3 separate regions of the Mus musculus genome follow, and regions 1 and 2 are each linked to region 3. A link is a contact called in public HiChIP or PLAC-seq data. All regions are on one chromosome and are shown on one strand. The core of a region is the stretch at or near the end of the contact, and the rest is flanking DNA. Distances in the headings are between cores, read along the strand shown.

Region 1 (2,781 bases), core at 209-2,708, 510 kb before region 3:
AGAATCCGCTGTGATTAACACGATGCCAGAACTACTAAATCAAAACCTCTGCATTACTGATACTATTGATTCTGGTTAGCTGGAACCAAGAAATTAGTGGTGATTAGGAAGATATCACCAACATTACTTAGGTGAAATCTTCTGGAAAGTGTTTTCCAAGAGCACAAACCTCAGCGTTTTAGTGAGGCTGTGTTCCAGAGAGACCCAAGGTTGTACCTCGTGCTGCGGCTTGACTTAGTAACATGTAAGAGTCACCCAGGTGGTACAGGTTTTGAAGGAATGAAGGGGTCATGGAAAGCAGCTGAGGCTCAGCACTGTGAGAGGCTGTGGAAGTTCACTGGTGAAAGTACAGCCTCAGTCTCAGTTGATGGCCCAGGACTGAAGGGGTCATGCAAAGAAATTGAGGCTTGGCACAATGAATAGAGCCTATGAGAGGCTATTGGTGAAGCCTAGTTGCAGCAGAAGACACCAGTGTTTTGGAGAAGCCAATACCATGAGGCGACCACCAGTAGAGTATAGGCAGCAGTAGAGTGCAGGCAGCTGAACAGTTGGAGTTTGATTTTGCTTTTGATTGTGACTATGCCCTGATATTTTTCCCTCTTGAAGGAAGAAGGTATTTTAGTGGAGCCCACAGTTAAGAGACTTCTAATTGTAAAAAGACTTTGGATTTTAAAAGAGATTGGACATTTTAAAAGGATTGAAATTTTAATATGTAAGAATTTTCAAAGACTGGAACTTTTAAAGTTATTTAGATCTTGGGGATATATAAGAAAGTAAGGATTGAGGCTTAATAGTGATGTGTTTGTGTGTCAAGTTGTGAAAGACTGTCTTCCAAGAAACTAACTTCCTTGTTTTCTTCTGTAAAGTAAGTCTGATGCTTTGAGAAATTACATTCAGATCCAACACCCTCTTGTGTTCGTGTTTGTTTGTTACTCGCCAACTCCTTGCCCACCTGAGTACGGGGACCCTGCCTTCTTCCCCAGGTGGAAAGACTCCGACTGGGTCCAGCTGGTGGCAGTTCATGTCACAGGCCTGAACCCACCTGGACACACTCACTTTCTGTTAGCACAGTCTCATGCCACTGCTGCCAGCACTCTTACTCCCTTACATTCTGGTCCTCCACACCAGCTCGAAGGCAAGTGATTCTCTGCTAATACAAAATACATTTTTCTCTATGCTCTATTTAGTGTATATATTCTCAAACAAGTAATTTAACAAAAACAAGTTTTCTAACTCAGATATGACCAATTGATATAGCTCTCAATCTTGTCAGAAGTTGCCAATTATTAATATCTTTAAGTTTATGACAGACAGAATCTCCCAAAGCCTAACAGCTTACCCAACAAGGTCTCAGAAGATATAGACACATCTACAAGAGGCTGTTTGGATTGTGGTATGATAACCATTGAGAAACACTGTGGACAAGACTGGATATCCTAAGAGTCAACTGACTCATATTGCCTAAGTCAAGGTGAGTCATTTCTCATTTCACATGTTATCTGTTCCACAGAGAAAAGGCTCTTTGTCTTCTGGGCTTGAAAGCCAGACTAACTCTACCCAAGTCGCCATGAGACCACAGGGAACTGTTTAGGTAGTGGATTATAGATGAACTCTGTCATTTTTAATTAATACGTGACTTCTAGATTATAATTTATTCATCCCCACATTTCTGACTACATTGACAGATAACGTAGCTGTAGCTTGACAGCTAGAAAACAGACCTAGCTCCTTACCCTAAGGCAATCTACAACTATATTTACTCATTAATAAATTCATTAACTATCTAAGATGCCAGATTTCTTACAGACTTCATGATAAATGATATATAAGTTCAGATACAGGCTTTCACAGATGTAATCTGTTACTTCCTTACCTAAACTTTGTTTCCATTGACAAAATGTCTCATATTTCCTCTCCTTGCTATACCACTGCCCTAACATTAAATATCTCCACTATACAATCCAATTGAATAGTCACAAATTCAAATTTTAAGTTTTCTTTGGTTGTCTTTTAACTAAATTTAAAGTGATGTATATTCAGTCTCCTAGACAAGAGGAAAAGACCCTTGATCCTTCTGCTCCAAAAATGGCTCTTCTTAAGGATTCTTCATGTTGTTAGCTCATGTTGTTATTTCTTTTGTAAACTTATAAGCTACAGGAAAACCACGCAGTTCTATCTCTCATGGACCAAATAGACTCCATCCAGATAAGTACATCTGCTAATCAATAGCCTAAAGTTCCCACTTATTACCTATTCTAGAGGGTGGGATTCCTCTGGGTTTCAATGTACATCTAAGAAAAAAAAATCTCTTTTTCCCAAACATACGTAATCTTTTTCTCTACCTATAGTGTGTGTGTGTGTGTGTGTGTGTGTGTGTGCGTGCTTCAGCATCTTGTCAAGTCCAGGTGCTTACTACATCTAGGACAGCTCTAGAGAAGCAACTTCCAGATGCTCCAATCTCCTCTCACAGACACAGATCCTTCTACTAGACTTGTTTCTTCTGATCTATCCACAGACAGTCCACAGACCCTGGACAGCAAGGAAAAAGTCAATTCTCCTAAGACTGAACCAACATTCCCATACCCTCTTTCCTAGGTTTCCTAGAGATACATGGCCCCAAAATCAGCAGGAAGTAGATAAAGATCACAACAACCCTATTCCTGCTCCACCATCACCTCTTTCTAATTTTTTCTTTTTAATTAAATCAAAATGGGGGAATGTTAGCATTTTGTCTAAGCTCTACCCCACAGTTACTTAGCAATGGCCAGGTATGCCTGACTC
Region 2 (2,757 bases), core at 156-2,655, 420 kb before region 3:
AAGTAAAAACCTGGTGGTGCTGCTGCACGGCTTTAATCTCAGCACCGGAGAGGCAGAGGCAGGTGGATTTCTGTGAGTTTGAGGGCATCCTGGTCTACAGATCGAGTTCCAGAACAGCTAGGGCTACACAGAGAAACCCTGTCGTGGAAAAGCAAAACCAGCCACTAACCAATCAAAATGTCAGGAAAAAAAAATGTATGTCAGAAAAAAATGTAAGTAAAAACATACGAGCTTATTTACTTTCCTTAATTTTGTAAGCGAAACTGTTTATACATAGTTCCAATTTAAGAATGAAAGAGAAGTAATACAGAAAAACAATGCTGTAGACCTTCTGGCCTTCAGTAACCACACTTCATTTTAAGTTTTTGTTTTTCAGACAGGGTTGCATGTTGCTCAGACTGGCCCCACACTGGCTACATAGTTGGAAGTGACAAACTGCTCATTCTGTCACCTGTATCTCTTATCTCAGAAGTACTGGGATTGAAGGCATGCATGTTGCACCATACCCAGCTTTGTTTCCAACTGCCCTGTTCGTAGAATTTGTTAGGAAAACACACATTATCTGCAAGCAAGTTATTTATTCTTATCAGATGTTGTCTATTGCTTCAATGAAAACACCATGACCAAAAAGCAAGTTAGGGAGGAAAGGGTTTATTTGGCTTACACGTCTATATTGCTGTTCATTACTGAAGGAAGTCAGGATAGGAACTCAAGCAGGGCTGGAACCTGGAGGCAGAAGCTGATGCACAGGCCATGGAGGGGTGCTGCTTACTGGCTTGTGCAGCTTGCTTTCTTACAGACACCACCAATAAGCCCAGGGGTGGTACTACCCACAATGGGCTGGGTCCTCTCCCACCAATCATTGAGAAAATGCCTTACAGTTGGATCCTATGGAGGCATTTTCTCAAAGCTCCCTCCTTTCAGATAACTCTAGTTTGTATCAAATTGACACACAAAACCAGCCAGTACAGATGTGCTGAACTTTTCTATCAGAAGGGTAGTCCCATGCCAGGCAGGCACTGTAGACAGAGGGTCAGAAGGCCTTGAGAAGTAGGCGGTGCTTTTCCCAGGCCGGGGGAAGGCAGGGAGTTGTAAGTAATCTGGAAAGAGCGTTGCCGATGTGGTCCAGGAAGCTCAAACCCTAGAGGTTGTAACAAGCCCAAAGTCCTACACGCGCGCCCAGCAGCCCCTTTAAAGAAGCACGAACTGCGCGTGCGCCGGAACACACGTCACTACTCTAACTACATATAGCTCGCGGGCTTAGGCTGGACGCCGTGCTCCCTCAACAGATTTTGATTGGATACCGCCTTTCCTAGTGCCTGGTGCAGTTGATAAACAGCTCTATTGTCCATTCGTCGCCCGTTTTGCTCGCAGAGGGTGGAGCCCGGCGATACGGCCAATGGCAGGTGGTTTTGTTGGCGACCACGGCGGTGCAGCCCCGGAGCGAGCTTAGGACAGGCGCCACTGCCGCAGGAGGCGCGAGGTGCGGTGCTGGCGGGTAACGGCGCGGCGGGCGGCTGGCGAGGGACTGGGGCGGAGGAGGCGGAGACGGGGAGGAGTGGGCGGCGCGGGCAGGCCGACGCGCCATGGCGGCGAGCAGAGGCGGGCGGCGACCGGGTCAGAGGTCCGGGTGGCGGGTGGCGGCGGATGGCGGGCCGGTCCCTCCTCCGTGCAGCCCCGCCCCCGGCTGAAGGTCAGCGCGCTTTGTTCCCGCCGCCCGAGAACCCACGCGAAGCGGCGCAGGCGGTTCCTTGAGAGGACAAGGCCTCCCCAGCGAGGTGGGCCTGGGTACGCCTCGTCTCAGACCGCGCCTGGGAAGGAAGGGGTCTACTGGGCCGCCGCCTCGCCCTTCCGGGCTTTGCATGCTCTCCGCACAGTGCCCCGGTCTCTGAGCCAGACCTCACTCTCTGAGCCTGCGGTGGAGGCGGAGCCAGCCTAGTGACACACACTGAGCCTTCAGACCCGGGCGCCCCTAACGGGTTCAGGGTCGTCAGCAGTACCCCTTCTTCCGAGGGTATCCTTGGGGCAAGTTGGCCCGCACTTCCTCCAACTCTGCTTCGCTGCCTCTTGGAGGAATTTCCGCGGTAGCTTCCGGCGCGTGCGCTGCGGTAACGAGCATATGCATATTCCACAGCAAAAAGACTCAAGTTTAAGTTTTTGGTCCAAAAGTTAAATGCTTTTAAGTTACTGCCGCCTTCCTGTCATAGTAGTTGCTTCCTCTCGGTGACTAATCTCCGCTTACTACACACCAGGGGCTCCTTTAAGCTCCTGACGTGTCTTAACTCATTCACAATAGTACGTGATGTAGGTGCAACAGGCTGACTGTGCATTAGCAAGAAACGCCTGGGTTTTGAAGTGGTTCGGTTTGTGGAATATTTGTAGGTCTGACAGATGAGCGTACCTAATCTGGAAATCCAAAATGTGCTCGAAAAGAAGTGGGTTTTGGGACGTTCTGATTTCTTTTCTTCTTCTTCTTTTTTTTTTTTTTTTTTTGGTATAGGAGTATTCGACCTGTATTGCAAATTAAGTCCCTGATAGGTTAAGTGTGATGGTACCTTGCATCTAAATTCAAATAGATTTAATCTGGCTCAGTTTTAATAATAAATGTTTATTATTAAATAAATAACGTATTGAAACAAATATTCAGATGAACAGTAAGATTCAGAGAAAGCAGGGCTTTGATAGGACTAGAGTATAGTTCACCTGTCGGGTAGTCTACAGCTGTATCATTTTAACTAAAGTAGATGCTGTAAAACT
Region 3 (2,700 bases), core at 135-2,634:
TTTGCCCAAGTGCAGGTAGCTGATCCCAATATACACAGACCTTTCTGGGGGCTCTGCACCCCACAGGTCTGTACCTGAAAGTGAGGATGTGCGCACGTGTGCACACACACACACACACACACACAGAGAGAGAGAGAGAGAGAGAGAGAGAGAGAGAGAGAGAGAGAGAAACACAATATGGATGAGGAAGCAGGCTGACTAGCATGTATGAAGTTGAATGGATCCTGTCCTGTAATCAGATCCTTAGTGGGGACTGCTAATCCCAGCTCTGCTGTCCACAGGGCTAGCCTATGCTTCCAACCGTGTGGTTCTCTCTTTCTCCCTTACGTGGGTCCCAGGGATCAAACTCAGTCATCAGGCTTGTGCAGCAAGTGCTTCTAACTGCCATGGATCTTGGCTCCTGTATTCACTTTTAAATCTTCCCATGAGTGCCCCATGGACAGGGGCTCCAGAAGCAACTTCACCCAGTAGTGCTGGAGTCTCATCTACCACGTTTTATGGTCACAGTGGGGAGGGCTGTTATTGGTTTCTACCAGGGATGGGTGCATAACTCCACACTGGACTCTCATCACAATAGACAATGTCACCATTTGGCAGTGAAGAAGCTGCCTCTATGAACTAGACCATCATGAAGCCAGATCCCATTAATAGCTGAGTTCCACAGAGGCTAAGTAACTGCTAGGCACAGAGCCCAGCCCCTCTGCTACCTGGCCTGAAATGATACTGGCCAGCATTCTCACAACCCAGCGGGCTGCTGGCCCCATGCTCACCGAAGGAGCTCTAGATCCATAGGGGTAGTTTCTCCTGGGGGAAGGTGACCCAGCCCAGATATTCCCAGGCCAGGTAGAAGGGCCAGCTGCCACCTGTTCACACTCCAGGACCAGCTAGGGATGACAGCAGAAAGCCTGCCGCTGTCTCCATGGTAACCCTAGCCAGGCCCTCACTCTTACCCTGATTTCAGGCCCATCACCACATTCTGCTTCTGAGCCCCCAGACTTTCCTGCCGAGAGGAGACCTCTCTGGCCTAGGCAGGGGAATCAACCACCTCCACATGGACACAATACCCACGAAAGCAGAACCCTCGACAAAGAGTCACCTCTTCTTTGAAGGCTTCTACTCTGGACCTCAGTCTTGACAGCTATAAAATGGGACATCTGGGCCTGAGCTTGTCTGTGTGGCCTCCAGCAACCACGGCCGGCCGCCACGCTGTGAATTGACATGCCTTAAGCAAGAGGCTCCAGAAAGATTCGAGTCCCCCTGGGCCAGCTATAAGTGGGCAGGTTCCATCAGGCTTTCTTCCGTTCAGCCTCTGCACTTCCCCAAGAGGGTCTGACTTTCCAAAGAGGTGGCCCAACCCAGTAGCTGCAGAGCTCCAGGGGAGGGGGTGGATCAGGTTACAGCCAGCAGGTCACGATCTGGAGCCATCTGGTAGAGCCCAGCTCCCTGCAGGCTCTCAGGAATGCTGCCAGCCCTATTTTCAGGGGTGTGACCAGCCATGGCGTGGTCCCAGCCTACCCAGCCAGCATCAGGATGCAAAGCAGACCAGTGAGAGGCTCTAGGCTACCCTGCATTCACCTGAAGCTCTGGGAAACACAGGGCTGCCCTGTCCTGGAAGAGAGGCTAGTAGAATCCACTCCCTCATCCTCACACAGGCCTGGCCAGTTTCCCCAGTGTAGGGAAATGCCTCTGGCTTGAGCCCGGCTCTGCTGAGGTCACCCACAGAGGATGAGGCTCCCTGGGTTGTGAAGAAAACCTGCTTTAGTCTTAGCTGGACAAGCCACCGGGGCAGCAGTCTGCCCAAAACAGGTGCTTGTGCAATGTACTCTCCTGAGCAGTGAGTGGGGACAGGGTGGGGCTGCACAAAGCTACCCAAGCTGTATCAGACAAAGGGCCACCCAGTAGGCCCTAAGGCCACAGCTTCTGCCACTGCCCTGGGTCCCTCACTAAGACAAGCCATAGAGGCAAGGGGCCCTGGTGGGGGCCAAAGTCCCTTATGGCTCATACCCTCAGATGGCCTGCTACATGCTGGGCAGAGAGCAGCATTTGGCTGCACAGGGAACCTCAGGCCTTCTATCCAGATGAGGGACTTGTGACCCTGGCTGGCCACTCAGGAGAGGGCCACACAACAGCACAAGTCTAGTATTTAGGTTCAGAACACTTTCTTTCCTTTGAAGCCTCTGGATAAAGCGATCCTATCACTGCCTGGGAGGGTGCACTGCTCTTTCTGTCCCTTGTGACAAAGAGAAGGTAAGAGGTGGGGTCCCAAACCCTGTATCTCTGGGCAAGCCTTTAGAATGGTACCTGCCCTTTAGTTTCAAGCCTACTTGTGAGCTACCTGCCCCACCCTGCCTAGGCTGTTCCTCAACTGCCCCCAGGCTTCCAGATCCCCAGAGATCACTTGGTCCTCCTGGTATGAAGCATGTACTAGTTAGTCCCAAAGAAAAGCTGGCTTTCTTCAGACCACAGCTCTGCCCACGCACATCATGCTAACCCCAGACTTCCCTAAGGATAGGACCTAGGACTCAGGCCCAGAGCCCAAAGAGAGACAGTGCTTTGGGGCCAGGAGCCTATGGGACCCCTCCTTCAAGCATCTATCTATCCCTACCCCAACACCTCTCAAGGATCAAAGCTCATTCAGTCAAGAGTTTTCCACCTAAAATATCAGGAAACACTCCCCACCACCATGGGGGTGGGGCAGGT

What was found. HiChIP or PLAC-seq counts read pairs in DNA pulled down with a chosen protein or histone mark.
Region 1: a contact with region 3 is called in a FOXA1 HiChIP or PLAC-seq map of pancreatic cancer cells. The contact joins two enhancer-like sites. A contact is called at or near these places in 1 of 39 promoter capture datasets (hippocampal neurons) and 1 of 115 datasets of contacts at active chromatin or transcription factors (pancreatic cancer cells).
Region 2: a contact with region 3 is called in an H3K27ac HiChIP or PLAC-seq map of embryonic stem cells, with 3 times the contacts expected there. The contact joins the promoter of Nap1l4 here to the enhancer-like site in region 3. A contact is called at or near these places in 5 of 39 promoter capture datasets (the 3T3-L1 cell line, cranial neural crest, embryonic stem cells and 2 more), 7 of 115 datasets of contacts at active chromatin or transcription factors (T-cell acute lymphoblastic leukemia, embryonic basal ganglia, embryonic stem cells and 1 more) and 4 of 9 other capture datasets (adipose tissue, embryonic stem cells, liver and 1 more).

What each region holds. Positions count from the first base shown.
Region 1 is chr7:143,630,383-143,633,163 of GRCm38.p6, reverse strand. No RefSeq gene overlaps it. Among named protein-coding and RNA genes, the nearest start is that of Tnfrsf26, 3.9 kb to the right of the region's middle. Within about 2 kb of position 1,458, at least 38 of the 459 cell types and tissues checked have an H3K27ac peak or open chromatin away from gene starts, as enhancers often do. A contact at or near this core is called in pancreatic cancer cells, where this site is marked.
Region 2 is chr7:143,547,768-143,550,524 of GRCm38.p6, reverse strand. Nap1l4 (nucleosome assembly protein 1-like 4) reads left to right here and starts at 1,405. Exons shown (of 16, transcript NM_008672.3): 1 at 1,405-1,483.
Region 3 is chr7:143,123,200-143,125,899 of GRCm38.p6, reverse strand. The region is part of intron 1 of Kcnq1 (potassium voltage-gated channel, subfamily Q, member 1); the gene reads right to left. Among named protein-coding and RNA genes, the nearest start is that of Gm28821, 16 kb to the left of the region's middle. Within about 2 kb of position 1,384, at least 76 of the 459 cell types and tissues checked have an H3K27ac peak or open chromatin away from gene starts, as enhancers often do. A contact at or near this core is called in embryonic stem cells and pancreatic cancer cells, where this site is marked.